4 separate regions of the Mus musculus genome follow, and regions 2, 3 and 4 are each linked to region 1. Evidence: chromatin contacts called from public HiChIP or PLAC-seq and promoter capture Hi-C data. All regions are on one chromosome and are shown on one strand. The core of a region is the stretch at or near the end of the contact, and the rest is flanking DNA. Distances in the headings are between cores, read along the strand shown. Region 1 holds the start of Epha5 (Eph receptor A5). Region 2 has its middle 360 kb from the start of Gm35251. Region 3 has its middle 470 kb from the start of Gm35251. Region 4 has its middle 150 kb from the start of Gm24792.

The links. Promoter capture Hi-C pulls out the DNA fragments that hold promoters and counts their contacts. HiChIP or PLAC-seq counts read pairs in DNA pulled down with a chosen protein or histone mark.
Region 2: a promoter capture Hi-C map of hippocampal neurons shows a contact between it and region 1, with 11 times the contacts expected there. The contact joins the enhancer-like site here to the promoter of Epha5 in region 1. A contact is called at or near these places in 1 of 39 promoter capture datasets (hippocampal neurons), 1 of 484 Hi-C or Micro-C datasets (cortical neurons) and 4 of 115 datasets of contacts at active chromatin or transcription factors (embryonic forebrain, forebrain, neural progenitor cells and 1 more).
Region 3: an H3K4me3 HiChIP or PLAC-seq map of neural progenitor cells shows a contact between it and region 1, with 18 times the contacts expected there. The contact joins the enhancer-like site here to the promoter of Epha5 in region 1. A contact is called at or near these places in 3 of 39 promoter capture datasets (the C10 cell line, hippocampal neurons and liver), 2 of 484 Hi-C or Micro-C datasets (both in neural progenitor cells) and 4 of 115 datasets of contacts at active chromatin or transcription factors (the 230-238 cell line, embryonic forebrain, neural progenitor cells and 1 more).
Region 4: a contact with region 1 is called in an H3K4me3 HiChIP or PLAC-seq map of neural progenitor cells, with 9 times the contacts expected there. The contact joins the enhancer-like site here to the promoter of Epha5 in region 1. A contact is called at or near these places in 3 of 39 promoter capture datasets (epiblast stem cells, liver and stem cell-derived epiblast-like cells), 1 of 115 datasets of contacts at active chromatin or transcription factors (neural progenitor cells) and 1 of 9 other capture datasets (embryonic stem cells).

What each region holds. Positions count from the first base shown.
Region 1 is chr5:84,415,696-84,418,805 of GRCm38.p6, reverse strand. It overlaps Epha5 (Eph receptor A5), which reads left to right and starts at 1,424. Exons shown (of 16, transcript NM_007937.3): 1 at 1,424-2,487. The coding sequence starts at 2,301. Gm42163 reads right to left here and starts at 2,068. Exons shown (of 4, transcript XM_030254978.1): 1 at 2,030-2,068; 2 at 1,249-1,692. The coding sequence starts at 2,068.
Region 2 is chr5:85,345,247-85,348,356 of GRCm38.p6, reverse strand. No RefSeq gene overlaps it. Among named protein-coding and RNA genes, the nearest start is that of Gm35251, 360 kb to the left of the region's middle. Within about 2 kb of position 1,511, at least 17 of the 459 cell types and tissues checked have an H3K27ac peak or open chromatin away from gene starts, as enhancers often do. A contact at or near this core is called in cortical neurons and hippocampal neurons, where this site is marked.
Region 3 is chr5:85,238,380-85,241,489 of GRCm38.p6, reverse strand. No RefSeq gene overlaps it. Among named protein-coding and RNA genes, the nearest start is that of Gm35251, 470 kb to the left of the region's middle. Within about 2 kb of position 1,614, at least 31 of the 459 cell types and tissues checked have an H3K27ac peak or open chromatin away from gene starts, as enhancers often do. A contact at or near this core is called in embryonic forebrain, neural progenitor cells and stem cell-derived neural progenitor cells, where this site is marked.
Region 4 is chr5:83,867,256-83,870,365 of GRCm38.p6, reverse strand. No RefSeq gene overlaps it. Among named protein-coding and RNA genes, the nearest start is that of Gm24792, 150 kb to the right of the region's middle. Within about 2 kb of position 1,630, at least 3 of the 459 cell types and tissues checked have an H3K27ac peak or open chromatin away from gene starts, as enhancers often do. A contact at or near this core is called in neural progenitor cells, where this site is marked.

The sequences.
Region 1 (3,110 bases), core at 175-2,674:
AGACTCGTATTTTGAATGGTCTTCAAATAGACCCATAAATTTTAACTTTCCATCTCGAAGTGAGGCTCTTAGCCAAACTGGAAGACAGATTCACTGCCACTCCTCTATATTGGCTTCATGCATTCGAAGAACATTATAATAGAATGAATCTGTTTTCGGCTTCCTATTGCCAAAACATTTGGGGGGGGGGTCAAAGATGAGCGTCCATCTCCTTAAACGAGTGTGCCACCGCTGCAGTGTTTCTTTCTCCTTTATTGAACGCATCTAAACAAAACCCATAGGGCACCGTCTAACCATTGTGACAAATTTATTTTGAAGGCATCAACAGACTAGTGAGTGTGAGCAGGTGCCCAGTCTTAAAAGTAGTTATCAAAGGCCGGAATTAAATGAAATGCCTTTCTTCTTTAAAACACACACACACACACACACACACACACACACACACACACACATTTTGGGAGATACTTTGTATTCTGATATTGAGAGCTGGCCTTCTAAAATTCCCCTTCTTGTGTATCTTTTTGAAACAATGAACGAGTAAATTGAAGATGGATGTTAAAGCAGGTTGACACAACACAGGGGAAGCACAGAAAAACGGAGATGCCCTTCAGCTGCGTTTTCCTGGTTATTTGTTATTCTTTCAGTGTAATGAACCACGGGCAATTAAAATAATTAAAAATGTTAAAGCTCTGACATTATTATACCCATGTTAATTTCATTGGAGTTAACTGCATGTTTTCCCATTACGTAATTTCAATACTAAAGTATTCTATCACTGAAATAAATGAATTAAGTCTTCATGTAGTATAGAGTGCCTAGCCTAGTACAAATGCCAACAGTCAAATTCTTTGATTCTCTGAGATCTCAAAGCGACCTGCTATCCCTGACTTTAGTCTACAGTTTACTTCTCAAGAAAGCGTTGAGTGACTATCTTATTCCAGAAGAACAGAAAGGGTCAAAGGAACCGAGGGGCATAGGTGTTAAAGAAACTATCCACGGACCAGCAGAGCCTGTGAATGTGCTGTTATATGACGACAAGGTTGTTGGTGCCACAGTCTGCAAAGGGCAGCAGGCGCTATGCCAGACTCAGGGACCCACTGATCCTCCTGCTGCGGTCTGAGCTAGGGCTGGCTTCCCTTCCTCCTTCAGGGACCTCTGGTCCTCGCAGGCACTGTAGCGAGGATTCTTTACCCTAATTATCCCGGGAGGAAGACGCGCCTTTCTCAGAGACCGCTAGGCAACACTCACCACGGCAGCCTGCAGATTACTTCCCTCTGTGGGTGTGCGACTTCGTTTAAGCGAGTCACACTTACAGTAGCTTGTCACTGGCGAGGCCGCGAGCAGCAGAGGGCGGGGGAGCGCAGGGCGGAGGGAGGAGGTGGGAGGCGCGGAGTCGGGAGGCTCGGGGAGACGCTGGAGCTCCAGACACAGCAGGAGCGAGCGAGCGAGCGAGCGAGCGAGCGCCGCGCGGGTGCAGTCGCCGGTTCGCCCTGGTCGCCGCGCACTCCGCCTCCGCGCTGAGCAGCGGGAACCGCAGCGGCTCGAGCCTCCGGGCTCTGCTGCGCTCTCGGGCCCGCGCTCCAGCCCGCTCCGCCGGTCGCACCGCCCCCGGCCGAGCTCAGCCCGCAGCGATTTGACTTCCCTCTGCCAGCCTCTCCAGTTCTCTAGATCGCTTGCTGCCTGGGCTCCACTCTACTCGGTGTTTGCCACACACCGTTTGCTCTACTCTTCTCCCCTTGATCCGTAGACACTCTGCTTGATTCCCCCCTCCTCCCTCCTCTCTGTCTCTCTCTCTCTCTCTGTCTCTCTCTCTGTCTCTCTCTCTCTTTTATTGAAAACATCATCTTGATTTAAGATGACTCGTCTTCTTTAATCTCGTCCATATCGGCACTGAAGACTGAAAGGGAACCTTCACCACCACTCCGACCCTGGTGGCACTTAAAAAAAAAAAAGAAGAAGAAGAAGAAGGGGGGTGCCAGAAAAAGAAAAAGTCTTAAAGGGCAAAGAAGCGGGACTCCCGACCCTCTACAGACCCTTGACCGAGCCCACCCAGGACTGTACTAGCCATCAGAACTTCTAATTCATCTTATCCAACTGAAAGGGAGGGCGACAGGAGCCAGAAGCAAACTTCTTCAGCGGTCTCTGCGGATCTGTGATTCCCGCATTTAGAGGGGTCGAGAGCCAGAAGGTACAGGACCCCACCAGGAGGAGGAGTTCCACGTCTCTCTCGCCCCTTCCACCAAGCCTGAACCTTAGGCTGAGCCACGCAGGACACAAGAGGCAGAAGAGGGTAGTAGAAAATGCGGGGCTCCGGGCCCCGCGGTGCGGGACACCGACGGACCCAGGGCAGAGGTGGCGGCGACGACACCCCCCGCGTCCCTGCCTCTCTGGCAGGCTGCTATTCGGCACCTCTAAAGGGCCCCCTCTGGACGTGCCTTCTCTTGTGTGCGGCGCTCCGGACCCTTTTGGCCAGCCCCAGCAACGAAGGTAGGGAAATGGAGGTGGGGACCAAGGCGCCCTGGGGTGGATGGGTGAGGTGGAGCTTGTGTCAGCCGGTCGCAGCGCTCCAAGCGCCGCTGCGGAGACTAAATCCCCGCTCTTCATCTCCAATTAATGTTTGTCCGCTTTTGCTGGCGTTTCCGGATCTCTCTGGTATCTTTGGTTGCATTGTTTGACATAGCTGCAGAGTGCTCGCCAGGCAAAGAACCTGCCTGTGGTCTGAGGCTGATTGGGGGTTGGGAAGTTGGAAGGCTGACGGAAAGAGGTCTGAGACCTGAGCTGGGAGGTTGGGTGCGGTTGGGTCCTGAGAACCTGGAGAAGTGACACGTCCGGATTACTGAGAGAGATGACAACAAGGCTCATAGGATGTGTGTGGGTTTTAGAAACCTTTATTTGGTGCTGATGTTGGAAGACGATTTCAGGCTGGCTGGTAATTTTATTTTGGAGAAAGTGGCTGACCCGGTAGCTGTTATTTAGAGCACCACTGGCTGTTTTACAAGCTGTTTAACAAGAACTTTAATTTTTGAGGAAGGGGGTTGTGAAAGGCAGAAAAGGATGGATGCCCTTCCATCTGGGGGGGGGGGTCATTAACACTCTAAAGCAAAGGTAGA
Region 2 (3,110 bases), core at 262-2,761, 930 kb before region 1:
AGAATGGACATGAGGTTGATCTGGAAGCTGGTGGCTGGAAGGGCATGTGATGCTTTGTTGGAGCACGTGCTCGAGAGAACTTGTGATGTTTGGAAGGAGTGTAACCCAACAGACAGTGGATGATGCTTTGGAACTGGTTTGCCTTGCTGGTCTTTGTTGGGATTGGCTGACACTGGTCTTTCCTGATGATGCTATTGCATTGGCTAGCATTGCTTTCTTATCTAATATTTGTATGTTGTGGTTTTTTTTTTCCTTTATTTTGACTTTCTTCAGCCAATAAGTTACAGAAATCTTAAGAGAAACAAACAAACCAAACAACAAAAATAATCTGAGGTCACTTGAAATGGTTGGAATTTGGTGTGTTTTCAGGTGATTTTAACTTCAAAAACAACCTGGTTCCTGAGCCTGTGAGTGGAATTGGCAGCCTTAACAACTCTGTAATATAATTTCTTAACCTTTGCCCTCATGGGCATACAAACTTACACCACACACACACACACACACACACACACACACACACACACAGGTCCCTCACAAGTATCTATCTGTCTGTCTGTCTATCTGCCTGTTTGTTGTCTATCTATCTATCAATCTATCTTCTATACAAATACACACACACACATACACACATATATGCAAACACATACATGTGCACATATAAATGCCTACATATATACATATATACATACATATACATATAATGCACACATGAACATACCTAAATACACACTCACACACACACACACACACACACACACACACACACACACACACACACACACACACATATATATATATATATATATATATATATATATATACACACATATTAACACATATATACATATACATGCACTCCTACATATATTTATATACACATTCCAAAGCAGGTTCACAGGGTGTGAAGTAATGGACAGAGTCCTACAGAGATGGACATATTTATTTATTTATTTATTTATTTATTTATTTATTTTGGACACTTACTCATCAGAAACCCTCACTCAATTCCCTTCTCTTTGTATAAACTAAACTATAGATATTAATGCTTTTTTTGTAAAAATAATATCTAGTTTGACTTTTTTCCATTTGATGGTACTAAGCATAATCATTTCTAACCTCTGACCTTTTATATTTTTTTCCTACCATTTAACACCAAAGGGCAGCTGACATACTCTTGCATGCCTCTTCTGAAACCTATGAACTATGAAATTATATAATTAATGAGTGTTGAATAAATGAGTTAGTAGAGTCAGAACACTCATGTCACTTTGCTTTCGGTACCACCCCTTCCAGATTCCCTTTTGGACAAACACAGTCATGGTCACAGCTACTCAAGGCAATTAGCTTTCAAAACTCTGGCATTGAAGAAGTCCCCGTGTAATTACTTGGAACGAGAAATGCTGTGTATTTTAAAGCTTTGTGAGTATTCCACCACCATCTGCTCCCCTCAGGTCTGTCAGCTCTGCATCAGTCCTTGTCTGCCTCCCTCCCACCCTACTCCTACACATGGTGTCCTGTGCAACAGCCATCATCTGGCAGTTATGGCAACATATGTGCACCTAACATGTTTTAAGCATCCCACAGCCTACTAAGGATCGCAGTATTCCACTAAATAAAGAAAAACTAGTTGATTCTTGCAGGGGAAATGTTTGCAATAAAGTGAGTCTTTAACATGCACAATCCAGTGTCAAAGCCTACACTTAATTTGAGTTTGGTGGACCAGTGCCTATGACATGGAAAACTGCATTATCGGGATGGCTTGCATAGCCATTCTCATTTAAAACTAACACTTTGATATTCAGACATAAAAGACATACATTTGCCTAATAGATCACCTGGAGCTGAAAACACTGCACAGAACATCTACAGAAGGAGGAAAGATGTCATTAGCAGTTTCCTGAAGGATGACAGATGGATTAGAAAAGTCTGTGAGTTGTATGAATGCTGCCTTATCTTCACAGAATTCTAGAGTGGAAGATTAAACGAGTGCTAATTCCGTGGCAGTCCTAGGAATGAAGAGTAAGGAAACAAACACTCAAATCACTGTGTTTTGGAACAGCAAGAGCAACTGTGTGAGACATATGCTGAGAACAATCCATTGCCTGGAGCACAGCTAAGACAGACATGCTGTGCTGGATGGAGCTGAATGAGAAGAAGAAAAAAATCTGCGCGTGCGAAGATGTGCCCCGTGACTCTCCAGGAACAGCAGCAGTGAATGGCACTGATCCCCATTCATATGTTGTTGAAGCCCAAAAGGGTGGTTTGCCTGTGTTGCAAGGTGTCAGAGGGAACTGTTATCACACAATGTGAGAGCTTTCTAATGCTATCAAGTGGAAAGAGTCTGAAGGGAAAACACCCTTTTGAAGATTGCCTATCACTTCACTTTTGAATTTCTCCAGTTTTGTGTTTTAGCATTTCTCCTCATGAGCAACATCAACAATAAAAAGAGATTCTTAATGTGCTAAGGAAAATCATTTCAGGAGTGAAACTCTGAAAATTCGTTCAGAATTTCATAAATATGTCTGATAAAATCTGTAAAGAAGGAAATAACTAGGATGTAGTGAACGTTGCCTTCCATGTCTGCCATTCTTTCTAATGCTATGGTGCCTATTTCAACATTTTTAGTATTGGAGTTCAGTGTAAAGATGCATATAAATTTGTGTATTAACATTTATTTATATAACATTATGTATGTATGTAATAATTAACATGTTTCTATTTGGTTTGGAATTCTCTCATGAAAAGCATAAGGGTGAAGTTTCATGAAACAAATCTTCCTCATAGTTTTGTTTTAAAAATCTAATCTTTAGTTAATCCATTTACAAATTAGATGCTGAGAAACTGAGACACCAACATTTACCTATACATTTGACCTTTAGTTCCCCCCCACACACCTTTCTCTATATCCTCTGGGACCTTGCAATATATGAAAGTTAATCTTGGCTAACAACCTAAATTATTGCAGAGATTTATCAATTTGTAGGTATTATATCACTTTCTTTAGTGCCTCTGAATTCAACCACACTGAGGGAATTCAGGTTTTTAAGGTAAAATTTAAACAACATATTCTTTTGCAGAAAAGGCATATATGGAATTCAGTTAAGGGCAAG
Region 3 (3,110 bases), core at 365-2,864, 820 kb before region 1:
CCAATCATGTATTTCATTAATGTTTTATTAAAATAAAACACTGCAGGTTTGAATAAAATAGCTGGCATATATATCCCCTAGATAATACATTAATTAAGGAAGGCTATAAAATGAAAATACAATGCAACATATTTTAGTGTGGGACATAGACATTTTATTGATGACATGATTCACATTATCTTAAATGGAAAAAAATCTACACTTTCTACCTACAAACTATATCTACAAACTATAAATAATATTCATATATTTAAACATAATTTCAGTTATTGGACTTCAAAATTCCAGTAAAAATTACACTATTACAAAGTTGAAAGCCATAATAAAAATAAATGTCCTGACTTCACCAAGAAGAAACTGTCTTTATTGGTTAAACAGAATGATGTGTGTTTTTAATATTTATAACATATTTATAAAGTGATAGGAAGAATCAGATGCAGATGTTTTCAACTATTACTAAGTGTTGTTTGGAGGGACCATTTGAAATACCTACACTTGTGAAAATTTCAATTCAAAACTTTATAACTTGGGAACAATAAGATAAATTTTCCATAAAGCATATGTGGAGATTAAGATATGATTTGTAGTAAATTTGACACTTACACCGACTTAAGAATAAAATCTCAATAAGCAAATAAACCTGTGTGGATGAATGACGCAAGTCCAAATCTGCAAATTATGTGTGCCTTATATGTTCAAGTCATAAGAGTAAAAAGAACATGTCTACTGTGGCTTTCAAGTCCTCTCCCCTGGACTTGTAGATCTGACCCAGTAGTGAGAGTGTGAGGATGTCCTCTAGGATTTTCCATTCCCAATCCAATTGAAACAGGAGAGTTTTACATTTCCTTCCTTTCACTTTACTACAGTGATTTATTGTCTTCACTGTGCATTGGTTAATTTGCTCTGAATTACAGAACTTGCTTCTTTCACCAAGCTCATTTGCCTTTTAAACTAATTACAGAACATAGACAATACCACTATAGTCCCATTAGTTCATGTGGCAGGTGGACTTTAGCACTGAATCCAAATGATAATAGGGGATGTAATTGAAAAAGATCAGTAGAGGCACAAAGAAAAATGAAGAGACACATTTACACTATTTAGAGGAATCCACTCTTATATAAGAAAAAAAAAGACATGAGAACATTTTCTTCATAATAGTATTTATACATAGAACAATATAAAACTACTAAAAATATAGAGATTATTCTCTGAGACTGAGAAAATCGTGAAATGCATATACATTTATATATTATATAATCCACCCAGCCATACATACATACATTCACATATACACATATAAGTTTGCATGATGAAGCATCAACAAACCATTCTTGTTTTCATGCAGCCACCTCACCAGTGACAAGAGGAAACTATCATGAAGATACTGGCTATAAGGACCACACTCTAATTTTCGAAAGAACAAACAAGGTATTTTTACTTTGTTTTTGCTTAATGAGCACACTGGCACCAGAGAGATGTAAAACAATTTTGGCATGATGCCTGCACCTTATGTCACAGTTCCAAGGTGTCAGTCCTGATGGTGCTCACATTAGGGACTGCATAGCTCATTCATTTCTGCCGTGCTTCTCGCTCACCCTGGGTTACATAGCTACAAGGGACAATGCACCCTTTGGACCCTTTGTGGTTTATGAATTGTAAATCCAAAGGGAGAGGGAGACAGCTTGACTGAACCCAAATTATGTTGCAATAGATGGTAATGAATGTCCTGCTTTAGCAGGATAATAGAACTCCTGTTTATTGGCAGTCATTCAGGCTGTATCTCTCCCATCTATTTTCTCTCTTGGCCTTGACCCTAATCCAGCAATTGCACATCCCCAGCTGCTCTTTAAGCTGCCTCATTAGCAGCGCACCATTGGGCAGCTCCCATGACAGTCATCCAATAGGATGAAAGTGACATGGGGCCAAAGACTGTAACTGATTGGCAAGCATGGCAATGAAATATGAGACAGGGCTGTGTGAAGAAGGCATCTGAGAGTGTTGGAATGGGCTGAGCAGTTAAGGAATTTTAGGCACATGATATCTTCACAGTTCTACATTGTTGTTTCCTAAGTGTTTGAAAATAATCCTAAGATACTTTATTTTTATTTTCTACTTTTTTTGCATATACATGAGATTTTTTTCTTTCTTTATTTACATTTAAAATGTTATCCCCTTTCCTCATTTTCCCTCTGAAAATCCCTTATCCCTTCCCCACTCACTGTTCATCAACCCACCCACTCCTGCTTCCTGTCCCTGGCATTCCCCTATACTGAGGCACAGAACCTTCACAAGACCAAGGGCTTCTTATCCCATTGATGACCAACTAGATCATCCTCCACTACGTATGCAGCTAGAGCCATGAGTGCCACCATGTGTTTTCTTTGGTTGGTGGTTTAGTTCCTGGGAGCTTTGGAAGTACTGGTTAGTCCATATTGTTGTTCTTCCTATGGGGCTGCAAACCCCTTCAGCTCCTTGGGTACTTTCTCTAGCTCCTTCACTGGGGAGCCTGTACTCTGTCCAATAAATGGCTGTGAGCATCCACTTCTGTATTTGTCAGACACTGGCAGAGCCTCTCAGGAGACAGCTATATCAGGCTCCTGTCAGCAGGATCTTGTTAGCATCCACAATCGTGTCTGGTTTTGGTGACTGTATATGGAATGGGTCCTCAAGTGGGGTAGTCTCTAGATGGTTAATCCTTCAGTCTCTGCACCTAACGTGTAACTCCTTCCATGGGTATTTTGTTCCCCCTTCTAAGAAGGATCAAAATATCCACTCTAATATTTTCTTTATATGCTCCTAAAGAATATATTTGAACATTTTATATCCTAAAAACATTAAAATCTCTAATTTTATTCACTATAAAATGAACATATTTTGCAACAGAAACTCTTTAGATTCAATTGTTATATTTTTTCAACTTAGAATAGTCTATAGCTGTTATTTTTCAGTGTTTAATTCTTTGAATATGTTGAGAGAGGTAGTTGGCATCTTTATCATCCAAGGAAGCTACTAAACCTATTACCTCTTCTCAAACTGTCATAAATCTAGTCGCTTAGCTTGATATGTTCTAGCAGCATGCAAATTGGCAGGAATGACTTAGTTCAAAA
Region 4 (3,110 bases), core at 381-2,880, 550 kb after region 1:
AGTAGGCAAGGCCCTCTCCTTGAAGAGATCACACACCTTCTTATCTGTAGGATACAGTGAAAGCTAGCTAGAAGTAACTGGAACATCTCTCTTCTGCCTTGTTTTCAGATGAGGCTGCCAGAGAAGGGAAAATGACACCGATGGTCTTAGTCAAGTATGAACCCCCATAAAGTACAATCAAAATCATCTAGGCAGACTTGTTCATCAATGACACAATGGTTAAGGGGTATCCAACTGCTCTATGATTGGATTTGAGCCAGTGCCACAAGAGGAAACCCATTTTCCTACTGTAAATATGGTGAAACAATCATATGGCTGAAGAAGTTATAATCTCTTGCGAGGAATTTAATACTGTTTTTACATCAAGTGGCTTCAAACTGCAGTTAAATATCTATGTTTATAATTATAGACAAAAGTCTACTCAGCTTTAATCAGAGAACCTTCTCATTGTAATGAAATCCAGGAAATGAAAAGACTGCACAAGATCCTGAGAATAAATGACATGTAAGTTACCAGGCCTGAATGAGACATTTTGTCTTTTTTTTTAAATTAATTTGTTTTACTTAAAAGTCATAAAGCTATGCTGTAGTATATTATTTCTACTCACCCCCTCTTCTCTTCCCAATTGGTCCCATGTCCTCCCTGATTCCTTCTCAAGTTTACAGAGCTTCGTTTTTTTTTATTATTATTATTTAATTTTATTTTTTATTTATCACTTTACATCCTGCTCATTGACCTCCTCTCCTGGTTATCCACTTCAAGAATCCTTCCTTCATCTCCAGTCCCCTTCTCATCTGAGGGAGTGTAGCACTCCTCCACCCCATTTATACACCTTGCCTTGTACTTCAAGTCTCTGCGAGGCTAGCTACTTTCTCTTCCACTGAGGCCAGGCAAGGCAGCCAACTAGAAAAATATATCCCACATACAGGCAATAGCTTTTGGAATAACCTCTGCTCCACTTGTTTGATGTTCTCATGAAAGCCAAGCTGCACATCTGCTACACATGTGTGGGGAAGCCTAGGTCCAGCCTGTGAATGTTCTTTGGTTCATGATTCAGACTCTGAGGTGTGTGTGTCAGGAAGTGCTATCTTCTTTTTTTCTTTCCTATAATCATTATTTTATACACATACACATTCATTTTGTCTACATTGAGACCGTATCTACCAGAGGCACGTCTCCATTTCTTTTTGAGTTCATAGTTATTTTCCCTTTCATGTCAGATTTTGCAGAGAACTTTTCTTAACATTTATATTCTCAATTGATCTGTTCTCATCTTTACCATCCTGAAAAAAAATAAATTAAAAATATAACTACCACAAGAGCTCCAAATAAAATGAGAAATTTCTTTTGGAAAATAACTTCTGATCTCAAATAACATCTCCGTAATGCAATTTGTGTTAATGGTTCAATAACTTTAAAAAATAGACCAAGGTTATGCTTTCTCCATTCTGTTGGGGCTTTCTCATAAACTTGATTGTATTGATTTTTTTTCCTTAACATTTCTATGTTCCTATGATTCAATTGGCTTCGTGCTCTTTTTCCAATAATTTCTACCATCGTAACATGAGTCTGTCTGCAGCTAATGGATAAAAGATAAAGATTAGGATTCAAGGAAAGGGACATCAGACACTGCCAGGAAGAAAATGCAAGTACAAGTCAGATCCTCATTTCTATGGAAATGAAGCTTTGGGGGAAGTTTTCCTTCCTGCTGTTTCAGGATGGATGTTGGTTCCATGGCAGAAATGCAACAAAGGTCTGTTAAGAGACTCCGGGATTTTGGCTGGTGCCTTTCCTATGCTTAGCCACACAGCTGGTGCAGGTGCATTCGCAGCCATAATAACTAATAACATTCCCGGTGGAAACATCCAACTGCAGTAAAACAGACAGAAATCTATTATAAATGTGAGTGCAATGTCAATGTTTACAGAAGGAGGTCAAATAGCAGAATTCTATTTGGTAAATGTCAGTACTGCATGAGTAGAAAGTGTTCGCAGTATTTGCATTCATATTAGAATGAAACATGCAAAACCTATAAATATTTCATAGATAAAAATAAGCTTCCATCTTTTTCTCTCCCTTACCAGATATTACTTCTCTTGCCATTTTCTAGCATCTCAATGTGAACTGTCTTGTATATGAGCTTTCTAAGATTTGAAACCATACCATAAGCCTCTGAAGTAGCCTCTGAACTAGGGAAATGTTTAGATCAAGGTTTATTCCTGTGACACAGGGCACATTTGTATGCAGATGTGAACCCTAGAACCAAAGGCCTCTCCTAATATGGATCCACTCAAAATATAGACAAATGTTTGCTCAGTACTCTAAATCAGCCATCAAGTCTGCCACTCCACTGACTTGTTCTTTTCTGATTTATCATCCTTAGATTATCCAGACCAACCACAGGTGACATACAGTTCTGACAGACAAAAGAAAAATTAAAACCATTAGACGCATAGTAGAACATGCATGCGAACCTTTAGAAGTGAGACTTCTAATATTAGATTAGTTTGTTCTGAGCATCAATGTTGATGATATATGACTATTTTAAAATGAACTTTGATGGCAATATGAACTACTATTTTATTCATGTATTAGGTTATAAATCTCAGCACGGTTTCTACAAAAGTGAGAAACACCTTTTTACGTAAGCTAGAAGTTCAGCCAAGCTTCACTGACACTTCATGGTATTACTGTTCATTGTGTAAACATTTACTTGGGATAAAAGAAAAGGATGAGTGTCCTTTTGTTTCCTATATAAAACATGGGTTATAAAAACATATCTTTAGAAACAAGTTAGTTAAAATGTTAGACAATTAAATTTAAGAAAACACATGCAAATTACAGATGTGATAGACTGTTGTAGGCTGGCTCCATGTGGGAAATTTCGTTTTCACTAATGACCAGTCTTACACACAAAAATGCTCATTCTGTGGGTAGAAGGGGAAATATTTGGTCAACCAACAAGATTTTTGAAAGATTTCTGTTGAGGATTCTGTTGAAAATTATTGAACATTCTGATTCTATCTCTAGATATTTCTCTCAGTTGAAAAGACCTCTCAATCGGTGATAAACTAGGCCCAAGAATTCAATAGAGATCTGTCTGTTCGGTA